Linked DNA regions of Arachis hypogaea: region 1 is linked to region 2. Evidence: chromatin contacts called from public Hi-C data. All regions are on one chromosome and are shown on one strand. Each heading gives the region's core, a stretch centred on a gene start, on an enhancer-like site or on the middle of the called end of the contact. The rest is flanking DNA. Distances are from core to core; before and after follow the strand shown.

The links. Hi-C and Micro-C count contacts between places; a contact is called where the count stands out from the background.
Region 1: a contact with region 2 is called in a Hi-C map of an unstated tissue, with 4 times the contacts expected there. The contact joins the enhancer-like site here to the promoter of LOC112764136 in region 2. A contact is called at or near these places in 3 of 8 Hi-C or Micro-C datasets (leaf and an unstated tissue).

The regions. Positions count from the first base shown.
Region 1 is chr17:74,429,495-74,436,016 of arahy.Tifrunner.gnm2.J5K5, forward strand. No RefSeq gene overlaps it. Among protein-coding and RNA genes, the nearest start is that of LOC112767760, 11 kb to the right of the region's middle. Within about 2 kb of position 3,092, at least 2 of the 3 cell types and tissues checked have open chromatin away from gene starts, as enhancers often do.
Region 2 is chr17:74,221,707-74,228,681 of arahy.Tifrunner.gnm2.J5K5, forward strand. It overlaps LOC112764136 (probable pectin methyltransferase QUA2), which reads right to left and starts at 1,349. Exons shown (of 9, transcript XM_025809672.3): 1 at 833-1,349; 2 at 1-225. The coding sequence starts at 59.

The DNA.
Region 1 (6,522 bases), core at 1,842-4,341, 210 kb after region 2:
ATAAAAGAAGTTAATAGTCCAAAGTTTTACATTGTTAATTATTTTGGTCATTTAAATTATGTAAATTTTTAGGGATAAGTATGGTTTTGGTCCCAAAGATTTTCAGCCAGAATCGAAACCGTCCCTCATCTAATTTTCGATTTATAATCATCCTTAACGTTTTTTTCGTATTAAAATTGTCCTTTTAAATAAATTTTTTAATTTAATTCCTAAACTACCCCTATTTTAATAAAAAATTTTTAAAATAAAATAAATATAAAATAAAAAAAAAGAAAGAAAGAGGGATACAGAGAAGCGGGGTGGGTGGGGAGAGAAAGAAAGAAAAGGGGGGGGGAAGGGGGGAGGGTGGAAGGGGGAGAGAAGGGGGACGCCATGCCGCCGCACCACCGCCGCACCGCCGCCCACCGCTTCTTCTTCTTCTTCTTCTTCTTCTTCTTCTTCTTCCCGCCGCCGTACCGCCGCCCGTTTTACCGCCGACCCCACCGCCGCCCGCCGCTTCTTCTTCTTCTTCTTCTTCTTCTTCTTCTTCTTCTTCTTCTTCTTCTTCTTCTTCTCACCACCGCACCGCGCGTCCGCTTCTTCTTCTTCTTCTTCTTCTTCTTCTTCTTCTTCTTCTTCTTCTTCTTATTACCGCCGCACCACCGCCCGCCGCTTCTTCTTCTGTGAATTCTGTGAATTAGATTTTTTGTGAAATTTCTGGATTTATTGTTGCTGATTTGTTGATTTGTTGCTTTCTATTTCTTCTTTGTGTTAAATTTGTACTTGAATTTGTTGATTTTCTGTTTCTACTTCTTTGTGTGGAGGTGGAAGTGGAGGTGGAGGTGGGGGTGGAGGTGGGGTGGGGGAAGGGAAGATGGGGAGGGGAAGGGACGTGGGGTGGGGGTGGGGTGGGGGGAAGGGAACGGGGAGGGGGAGGGGACGGGTGGGGACGCGGGGTGGGGGAAGGCGGAGGCGGCGAGGGGAGGGGACAGCGGCGGCGTTGGTGGTGGTGTTGGTGCTGGTGGTGGTGCTGTTGGTGGAGGTTGTGGCGATGGTGTTGGTGGTGGTGGTGGAGGAGGATGTAATTGTGTTGGTAGTGGTGAGGATATTTTTGTCCAAAAAAATAAAAATGACGATTTTAATACGAAAAAAAAAACGTTAAAGATGATTTTAAATCGAAAATTAGACGAGGGACGATTTCGATTCTGGCTGAAAACCTTTGAGACTAAAACCATATTTATCCCAAATTTTTATTATCAAATATTAGAGATTAGTAGAAATATTATAGTATATTATTAAGATTGTAGGTATGTATGTGTATGATATTATTATTATTAATTGTAAGAAATAATCAGTAAAATAAAAAAAATTAATTTTTTTTGAATAATTATTGAATTAATTGTATTATAAATATATTATTTAAATATTTAATTAAGAATTAACGATTTGTTGTTGTGTGTTGTTGGTTAGATATTTGATTAATATATAATTTTTTATATTATATTGTATTGGAAATGAAAGTTTTGATTTTTTTGAATATAATAATTAATAATTCTTCATTCTTAGTTAGTAATAATTAAGGTGTATTATTATTATTATTATAGATGCATGAAATCAAAATCGAATAAGGAATACTAATAATAATTAAATTTAGTGTAATTTAGGTAATGAATTATGTTAGTAACACTAAACTTCAAATATGAATTTAATAAATTATTTATGATCATTAATAAATTTGGTGTTATAAAATATATATGTATAATAATATTAGAAGTGTTTAATATTTTTTAAAATTACTCTGGTTATATAAATAGAAAATAATGAATAATAATTATTATTATAAAATAAATAGCTCGAACTCAATATATACAGTTTGACTAATAATATTTGGGAGCGAATTTTAACTTGTTACATTGAAAATATTTTTTGCATGTTTGCTTCATTAGTTACATATTGGGTTTAAAATTGAATGAACTCACCAAACATAGATATATGATATCTGTACAAAATAAATGACACTCTCCTAGATATTTGAGAATCCATCTTCTCACAAATCACACATTTTAGTTCTTCAAATGACAGTGTGAATGGAATAACAATATCTGGTGAATTTTCACATACAAATTTCACTTCTTCATATGTTTGTAATAAAATCTATCCATGATAATATACTTTTAACATAATAAATTTATTACAAACATATGAAGAAGTGAAATTTGTATGTGAAAATTTACCAGATATTGTTATTCCATTCACACTGTCATTTGAAGAACTAAAATGTGTGATTTGTGAGAAGATGGATTCTCAAATATCTAGGAGAGTGTCATTTATTTTGTACAGGTATCATATATGTGTTTGATGAGTTCATTTAATTTTAAACCCAATATGTAACTAATGAAGCAAACATGCAAAAAATATTTTCAATGTAACAAATTAAAATTCGCTCCCAAATATTATTAGTCAAACTGTATATATTGAGTTCGAGCTATTTATTTTATAATAATAATTATTATTCATTATTTTCTATTTATATAACCAGAGTAATTTTAAAAAGTATTAAACACTTCTAATATTATTATACATATATATTTTATAACACCAAATTTATTAATGATCATAAATAATTTATTAAATTCATATTTGAAGTTTAGTGTTACTAACATAATTCATTACCTAAATTACACTAAATTTAATTATTATTAGTATTCCTTATTCGATTTTGATTTCATGCATCTATAATAATAATAATACACCTTAATTATTACTAACTAAGAATGAAGAATTATTAATTATTATATTCAAAAAAATCAAAACTTTCACTTCCAGTACAATATAATATAAAAAATTATATATTAATCAAATATCTAACCAACAACACACAACAACAAATCGTTAATTCTTAATTAAATATTTCAATAATATATTTATAATACAATTAATTCAATAATTATTCAAAGTATATGTTTAATATAATAAATTATTGGTCATTTTTTTTATGTTAAAAGTATATGTTTAATATAATAAATATAAATTGTGACCGACAGAGAGAGATAGAGAGGGGAGGCTAGTTATTGTTGTGGTCTCCATCTTTTGCACCAAGTCATATGATTGATATGTTGTTGTACGTCATAATCATATAAGTAACTCAGTGGGTTACATTAAATTATTGCTCATCCAGGAAAAGGAATATGAAATAGACAAGTTATTGATGAAAATATTTTTTATTTATAATAATGACAAACGTAGTTTCAAAATAAGAGAAATATTAGGGTAATGAATGGATTAATACACTAAATGCAGGTTAATCAACGTGCATAGAAAACCATGTTCGCCTCAATTGTTTTCTCACATGGTCTCTGCAGTGTACTTTTCTAAACGGTAATCGTTTATTAGTTGTATTATATATGGTCCTTGCGATTTGAATGAAAGGACCCCAGCTAGCAACTTGCCCAAACATAAGACAAAACTAAATGTTTTGGTAATAGAGTTACATTTTCCCCTTAAATAAAATTTCAAATCATAGTTATATATCAGAACCAAATTGATAATCAAATCGATCAGATTATTGAGTTACTGAATTACTGGTTTAACTTATAAATTATAGGTTGAATTGGTTAATCCGATCATAATTAAATAATTATATAAATTTAAATTAAATTTTTTTATTTTTATAATAAATAATTTTTAGTTTTATTTTGTATTCAATTAATTATTATTTTTAAATTTTAATAATTCATCAGTTAATTTATATTTATTATATTCTTTAAGTATTTATAAAAAAATAAAAATAACAATCACAGAAATAAAAAATATATTATAACTAATAAAATATTTTTTTAAATTTGTAAATATAATTTAATTTTATTTATGTAATACATTTAATAAAAAAAATTATGTATAAAAAATAATTTTTTTTAATTTAACCAGGTTTGACCAAATCAAGTTAAATCGGATTTGATTGGGTTGGGTTAAACTGAGTTTGGTTAGGTTTTATCTGTTTGACTAATTTTGACCAGATTAATTGTTTAACTAGTTTAAATGATGATCCAATATTAATTGGTGACCGGATGATGCGTGCGCATCTTTAGTATTTTTCCTTCTTAATTTCAAGTGAATTATTAAGAATTTCTGTTAAATAATCAATGAATTTAAGGTTAGAATGAATATTATTTTGATTAGTTGAATTGATTGATTACAGAAAATTTTAGAAAAAAAATAGAAGAAACAGAATAAAAAGCATGCAAACAGAAAGTTTCCTGGAATAGAAAAATCATGGAAACATAAGCTCCTTGGAACAGCCAGCTCTGGAAAGCAAAAAGGGATCTTTGGTATTGTACGTAAACAAGTGGACGCACTACGTGGAAGAAAGTAAAAGGAAGTGTGTGTATGCATGCACCTGTGCGTACGCACAAAAAGAAAATATTAAAAAATTTACGTAGTACGTAGAAACTTTCACGTACTACGCAGGAGATGCGTACGCACAACATAGAAGAGTTTGGCAAAGTGTTCGTACGCACACACTTATACGTACGCACAGGTTGGATTTCAAGTAATACGTAGAGTTTCTCACGCACTACGTTAGGGAAAGCAGCTTAAGAAAATTGGCTCACGTACAACGCAGCTACTTCACGTTGTACGTGAGCCCATAAATGACAGTCCAGGATCACTCTACTTAAGTCATGTATAGTGTGGATTGAGCCACGTACTACTTGGGCCTTACTGTCTATTCCAGAAGCAACTTTAAGGCTTTTTGTTCTTAAAAATTTCAAGTCTGGAGGATTGTTCACAATTAATGCTAACAGTTATTAAAGATCACAAGCAATCAAAGAAGATATCTTCTCGGTAGAAAATAATTAAGAAAAGATTTGATTCTGTTTAGTTTTAATTTGTTTTTAAAATTTGAATTTGGAGTTCAGTTATCTTTTAGGTTAGTATTTTGGGAAGGGGTAATGTTAGATAGACAAAAAAAACAGCCAGAATTTGCCTTATTTAGCATTAATTAATTATCGCAACAATTAATGAATGCTAAATAAGACAAGTTATGGCTGTTTTTGACTGATTTTCTTTGGTTACCAAACATTTCTATTCGGGAAGAGGGTTCTGACCTCTTCGGCATTTCGTCACTTTACAATTTTAATTTCTTAAGGATTTCAATAACAAGCATGAGTTTCTAATTCTCCTAGGGTAATGTTAAGAGCTCTGTTGGTTTTATGAATTAATGCTATAACTTTTCTATTTCTAATTTATGCAATCGATTCATCTTTAAGAAACGGTTTTCATTCTTCATCTCAAAGGGTTTGAATGTGTTGGAAAACAATTCTTCTCTAACTTGAATTTTCTTAATCTCTTGAAAAATTGATTATTTAAATTAAGCTTGAAAACCAATTCTCATAATTCGTAAGTTTTGAAACTGGATTGATAAGTGACATAGAATCAACTAGGTTAAACTCTTATGAACTGTGTGGTTTTATAAATCAGAAACGTTCTTCAACTCTTTTCTTGATTAATTAACTAAGGGATTAGCGTTTAGTTAGCTTAAAAAAATTAAATCACCAAGAAATTGGGGTTTAATTACTAATGATTTGCCATAAAAAAATCGTTGCATGATTAGAATAAAAAGTGAAAAGTATTGATTTAGACGACTAACATTTCTGAAATCTTAACTCTCTCAATCGTATAATTTTCTCAACTCACTATCTGCCTTGTTTTTGTTTCGTTACTTGCTGTTTATGTTTCAAAGTTTCTAAAATCCTAAATTTGCTAGTATGACTAGATTAGTCAATTGATTTTGTTTGCTTGATCTGTTAATCTTTGTGGGATCGACCCTCACTCACTTGGGATTACTACTTAATTCAACCTGGTGCACTTACCGATATTTTGTGGATTGTAAAATCTGCCATCACCAGGTGACTGAATCTACAATCTGACAGACTGGGTCGAACCGAGTTTGATAATTATGTTTCAAATGATTTTTTCGAACAAAAAAAATTCTTATTATTAAAAGAGAAATATTAGAGAATTAACTTTTTTAAAGAATGTTAGCCAATACTTAAGATTTATAAAATATTTAGAGTTGATTAAGTGTTAACTAAAAATAATAAATTTTATTTGTCATATAATATTATTTTAAAAAAATTCCAATAATATTATAATTAATAAGTATGATAAAAATGACTAATAATAATATGACACTATAAATTTTCAGAGAATTAAAAGAAAAAGAAAGAAAACGGAAAAGTAAAAATTATAAAGAGGAAGATCGTGAGAGAGAAATTCATAAGTTTAAGGATGTTTATGAGGATAATATTGGTATAAGTACAAAAACTGACTCATAACTTGAAATAATAGAAATCATTTATTATAAATTACAAAGTAATGCATGTATAACTATTATACATTGGAAAAGTTTTTTTTTTGGTCAAGATACATTGGAAAAGTTTATAGTTGTCATATGAGGGTAGTTGGATTTGGAGGTTATGTTTCTGTCCAATTGGATCTGCGTAAATATTGATCCACTTATATCCATTTACACGTTCTTTGTTA
Region 2 (6,975 bases), core at 99-2,598:
TTGGATTGGGAATCAGGGATCTGAATCCCAGAAACACCTCTCTGAAGAGGTCTTGACATTGATTCAATGACCAAACCCAAAAACAGTTGCAAAAAGAAGCCTCAACTACTTAAATAAATGCTATATGGTTAGAACAATATATGGATGGATACACCAAGAAACCAATGGAAGTGTGTTATTTCAGCACCATTCACCACTGCCACTAGCGCAAACGCAAACCTGAAACTAAAATTAATTAATTAATAAATAAATTAGAGAAACCGTGTGAATCTTGAAGTTGTTCAATCAGAACAGAGTAAGAGTACTTTCAAAGCAAATTCAGAATATTTTGAAATAAATAATTGTTTTATACAATTATTATTTTTTTAGTTTCACGTAAGAGAATTAAAAACAAGGGAGTGAGGACAAGGAAGAGCATTAATTAAATCACCGCACTAGATCCCATCACGGACCACCAGTGCTGAAATGGATATGTACCAACAATCATAAAAACCAACCCGTAAAAAACGTTGAAAATTAAATAAAAATAATAATAATAATAATAACTTGACTACTTGAGTTGTAATCAAAAGGTAAAGTTTTGGTACTATGAGTTGGTAGATATTAACAGAACAATGATAGAAAATACTTTTGCAGTTGAAGCTAGCAAAGGTAGTTCAACTTCAAAAGTAGTAACTGAATTTCAAACTCCTTTCATTTGACAAAAGAAGAGCGAATTCAGCTTCAGTACGATCTAACAGAAAGAGAAAAACGCAAAACCAATTTGGTGTGAGATCAGATCAAATGAGAAACAGAAGAAATGAAAGGAGAAGTGAGTGAGCACAACCACTACCTCGTTGAGAGAAAGAGAATGAGGATGCGTGTGAATTTTGTGGTGCTTGTTGTTGGGTTGCTTGTGGTACAAATTTACAAAAACGAAGACACACAGCTCATGATGTTCCCTGCTCTCTCCTCTGGCTCGGTGTCTATTATGGCTTTGGGTTTTGGGTTCACTCTGTAGGATCAGTGATTGGTATTTCTTACTTTCCTCTCTGTGTTTTTACTGTGTGTCTCTACGCACACGCTTTAATATGTGGAGTGATTACGGTGCTTAGGAAATTAAAGGGAGAGTAAAGGGAAAACTGACAGATACTGAGACAGTGTGTCAATGAGCATGAATCAGATTTTGTACTGATTCGATCGGCCACCCTGACAGAGGCTGCTTTTTCGGCTTAATATATTGTAGGAACAAGGAAGGGCTTCTTTCTTATTTAAATAATTTTTTTTATTTTTTATTTTTGTGGAGATTTTTTTATTTAAATTAATAAAATATAACATTTATGGAAACAATTAATCTCAAAATCTAATTCATTTAACCTATCAAATCCAACCAAGTAGTTTTAACTTAATTAACCTCCACGCGTTATTATTTCAAAGGTGACAAGGAATAAATCTAGTTGTGCCCTCTAAGCACTACGAAACCATGACCTTCGATGAGGTCTCTACCATAGCCCACCAAATCGAGGCCTCCACTAAAGCTTACTACAAAACTATGGTTGCTCTCTCTCTCTCTCTCTCTCTCTTAATTTTATTAAGCTCAAAATCATTGTCTTTAGCACCATCGTATTCTTCTTTCCAAGGTCAAAGACGGGGATAATGTCGTTGCTGATGTCAATGTCATCGAAGAGGATCGAGATGGAGGTAGGATCATAGGAGAATGAGATGTGTTCGTTAGGATTTGTGGCGGTTATGCTAATCGCAAATGTTGAGCTGAGTGTGGAAGAAGCAGTAAGGTTGAGGTACGAGAGTGTGAGGGACGTGACAGTGAAGTTAGGGCAATGGGTTGGTTCCTGAAGCTTCAATTGTAGACCTAGAATTGTTATTGTAATTTAAATTGTGGTGATTGTGGCAAAATACAGTTATATGGGAGAGGTGAGAGTAAAGGAGTAGATCTGGTGGGATAATAAATTTTGCATTGGAGGTGGTGGTGGTTGTGGAATAAGTTACGACCTCAATAAAGGAATTCAACAATGAATAATTTCAGCAACAAGAAATAGATCAAATTAATAATCCAACACTTAGCACCAAAAGAGAAAATTAAACTAACTAATTAACTACTAACAAACTCACAACTAACTAAAGAAGATTACGGTGAATGGTGGTGGTGGATGATGATTGAATGAGGGAAGAAGAGAGAAGAAGAGAAAAGAAGAAAAGAAATGGAGAGAAGAGAAGAAAAGAAGTGTGTGAAATAGGGGTGCCCACGCATATGCGTGGGATGGAAGAATGGAATGCAACGCGTGTGTGTCTGGCACGTGTAGGCATGAGAAGAGAAAATAGGGTGCGACGTGTACGCGTGGGAAGAAATTGTGCTAGACGCACGGTTCCCGCGCACTACGTCCATGACTCACTGCCTGGACCGCACGATGGCACAGTGCTCACACGATCCTAGCGCGCTCAAAATATAGGGTCACGCGTACACGTGGGTCACGCGCACGCATGACAAGGTTCTCTGTTTTTCAAAATTTTTCAAGTTCTAGCACCAAACCAAGTATTCCAAACACCCAAACAGCCATCTAAACACCACCAGACCTTATTCAAGATACTAGACTGTCAAATAAACTCAACCAATCAAACTAAACATGAAATTAAACTTATTTACCAATATATACAACAGAGAAAAGTGAAAAGATGTTACCATGGTGGGGTGTCTCTCACCTAGCACTTTTATTTTAAGTCCTTAAGTTGGACCATTGATGGGGTGTTTGTCAAGGTGGCTTGTGCTTGTATTCATCCTTGAATCTCCACCAATGCTTGCATATCCATTGTCCTCCGGGATCCCAAACTAGGCGCATAAAGTCTTCAAGCGAATTGAAATAAGTGACAAGGCCCCAAAGTTGATGGTGGTAGATGTGTATCCCAGGGTCCCAAACCTTGTTTGTTAACACCTTTTCTTCTTGATCTTCATGCTTCCATTCGGGTGACAAGGTTTGTGAATTCTCATTTATGTACCCAAACCTCTTCCTAGATCCATTCAATTGAGAACTATATCAACCCTTGCACTTAGACCTTAAACTTCCAACCATAATGAACCTTGATTTACAATCCCAACCACTAATCATCTCTCTTCTACTCTTCAATCCACAAATATTTCTAAGTTGACCATCCGTCTCAAGAAATTATATTCAGGTGGGACAATGAAGCTTAGGGATATGAAATTTATCCACTTGAATGATGTAATAAATGGTGATGGCTTAGGGGCAGATGCCTCCAATGGTCTTGCAAGTTCCACTCCCTTTGACTCTTCCTTGGTAACTTTCACCTCTTGATAAGTCCTTCTACTTTCCTCCTCTTGCTTGAATACTTCTTCCACTCCTTCCTCATTGCTTGCCAAGGAACTTGGAGGTTGTTCACATTCTTCTTTGACTTCTATCTCATGTCCAATGGGAGAGGATTCAATTATAGATAAAAATTCATTAATGATTGAATCCATTTCTTGATCAACCTCTCTAAATTATTCAACCATGATATGCTTTGGAGGTTGTACACTAGCCTCCTCAACATCAATATCAAGCTTCTTAGAGGGAGGCTCTATGACTTGAGATTCCCATGAACTTTCAACATCTCCTAAGTCTTCAACCACTTCTTCCTCTTCAACAATTATGGCTTCCTCCAATTGTTCCAATACAAAATTCCACTCCTTATTCTCCACCGAAGTTTCTAATCCCTCCATCATGCTACGTTCTTCATTCAATTCTCCACATGTGACCATGGGAGTGCCTTGAGTATCCAAGCGTTGGGAGGCTAAATTATTTGCTATGTCGGTCAAGGTAGCCATGAGTTCTAGTGTCTTCCTTTGAGCTTCACATTGCTCTTGAAGTAATGAAGTGAGAGAATCGTCCATTAGGACTTGGAGTGGATAGGAGGATTCATTATTTAGGAGAAAGGGTTCATAATAGGAAGGTGGTTCATCTTGGTAAGGACATGGAGATGGTGTATATTGAGGTGGTTCTTGGGAGTAATTGGGTTGGAATTATTGTAGTTCTATGTATGGTTCATAAGACTCATAAGGTGGTTGGTATGGTAGATATGGGTTAGGATTATATGGAGGTGTTTGTTGATATGGGGCTTGTGAGTATGGTGGTTGAAGGCTATATTGAGGAGGGGGTTCATAGGCATATGGTGGTGGTTGTTGATAATCATAAGGAGGTCCACCATAACCATTGGATTGGTGTACATCATGGAATGTCTCTTGCTCATAATACATTGGAGGGGGTTGTTGCCAAGAGGGTTGATCATAAGCTTGAGGCTCCTCCCACCTTTGATTGTTCCATGCTTGATTCAAGCCTTCATTGTAGTTCTCATCTCCTACAATATAGTTGTAACCACACTCATAGCCAAAAGGGTGAGAATTCATAGTAGCAATAAAAAATAAAAACAAATGCTAATAAGAAATAATGAAAAGCAAAGTCCTACAACTAGCAAAACTAGCAAACAAACCAAAAATCAAGCTATTCACAATATTCACATATGAACAATAACCAATAACAAGCACACATTACAATTCTCCGGCTACGGCGCCAAAAACTTGATGTAGGATAAACGTCGGTCTAGAAATTTTCACAAAAATAATTTCGTCGAAGTATAGTTTCAAACCAACAAATAACCCTCAATCAAAGCTTAATTTGTTTGTCACTTAAGTCAAACCCAATAAAAATCGAGAGTATTTAAATCACGGTCGTCTCTCAAGACATTGTAGGGAAGTGTGCATATTATTAGTTATGGGAAAGTATTTTTGGGGTTTGGAATGATAGACAAGAAATGTAAATAATAAGAAAATAAAGCTAACAACTAAGAAAAGTCTTGGCAAGAGGTAAGAATTGGAATTCATATCCTCATTATCATCCTCAATTGTGATGGTAAATGTAAATTGCCTTCACTTAGTTAACCTCTAACAAATAAAGGAAAGTCAAGTGCATACAATCAACTTGAGTTCACAAGTCCTAGTCAACACATAGTGAAAGACTAGATTTAGTAAAGTTTAAGCTAACCGGCAATCTTCAATTACCAATCAACAAGAGATTTTGATAATTCAAGAGTCTCCAAATTACCAACCCAAACTAAGAGCACAAAAATCTACTCTAAAACACAACCAAGTATTTTATCAAACACTTGGTAGGCATAAAAGGAAAGCATAATAAAATTGCAATAATAATAAAATCCAAACTACTAATTGCAAGAAAACAATAATAACAACTCAAATAAACATCAATAACATAAAAACATCAAAATTGTATTAAATGAAAATCAAAAGTAACAAGAGTGCATGAACATAAAGGAAACAAAATAAAGGAAACCACAAGTAAAACTAAAGGAACAAAGATGCAAGAACAATAAGTTACAAGGAAAAGTAAATGAAAACAAGAATTAAACCTAATCTAAGGGAAATATAACCTAATTCTACCCTAATTCTAGAGAGAAAAAAGAGCTTCTCTCTCTAGAATATAACCTAAAGCATATTACTAATCTACTCTAATTGCTCTCCCCTTGTTCCCTTTTGAATTCTGCATCAAATAGCTCCAGAAATGAGTTGGATTGGGCTTCTGCAGCCCCAAAAATCGCCCCCAACATGTTTCATTAATGAGGTCACATGCTGCTTGTCACGCATACGCGTGGGTCATACGTACGCATCGCTTGACAAATTTTGGTCACGCATACGCCTCGCATGGCAGATTTTTAAATCCTCATTTCTTCATCAATTCTCCACTTTGCATGCTTTTTTTTCTTCATTCCTTCAATCCAATCTTTGCCTTCTAAACCTGAAATCACTCAACAAACATATCAAGGCATCGAATGGAATTAAAGTGAATTAAATTTAGCAAATTAAAGGCCTAAAAAGCATGCTTTCACTCTTAAGCATAAATTAGGGAGAATTTACAAAGCCATGCTATTTTATTGAATAAATGTAAGAAAAGTTGATAAAATCCACCAAATTCAATACAAGATAAACCATAAAATTATGGTTTATCATCCATATAGCGGGTTTCTTATCCAACACCTCAGCAAAAGAAATATTAACTTGTAACTTCTTGAGGACTGCCAAGAATTAAGTAATTTCACTACTACATTTTAGACCTTTAGTAACATTTACTTCTTAACATTTGTTAAAATATTAGTAATTCTCATCAAATTAAATTAGGTAATATTTAAACTCAAATGTTAGTAAATACGTCTAATTTTTTAAAAAACTTCAAAAAAATGTTACCTATTCTCAATGAGCTAACCACACGTGTTCTCACCCTCATTTTTACTGTTAGTGTCCTAAAATGGTGAAACCACCTTTCCATCCTCCTCAATTTCTTGATCTGCTCTCTTCAATCTGTCGCTCCCCTCATCGATCTCATGGTTCACAAATGAAAACCACAATCGCATGTTCTGCACTGAATCCACCTCTTAATCCTCTTCAATCTCTTGCTCCTCCTCTTCGATCTCTCCTTCATCACTGTCATCAAAGCCGCCGTCGCTGCCATCGTCACCATCAAGGTGAGATCTCTGCTCTAGGATCTGAATTGGAAACTCTCATGGTACGTAGAACTTAATCTATTATTTTATGTTTGTGTTCTTGTGTCTAAAGTTAATCTCATTGAATTAAATCTATATCTTTTGAAAATTGTTTTTGTTAATCTCATGATTCACTACGCATTTCAATCATTTTGAAAATAAAAAGGTTGATTTGATAGGTTTACAAGTCTTTCATGCTTGTTCTCTTACCTAATTTTACAGTAAGCTATTCATCAACATCATGCAATGAAGTGTCTTGTTGTAGATTGAAGAGAAACTTCAATTGCACAAGTAACTTCTCTTATCTTTCACTGAATTTGTTTTTTCATTTGGCTTCTCAATTATAGTTAAAAATTATAGTCAATAGATTTTCATTGTTATATGAATGAATGCTATGTTGTGTTTGATGAAGAATTCAAATTTTTTTAGAATCAA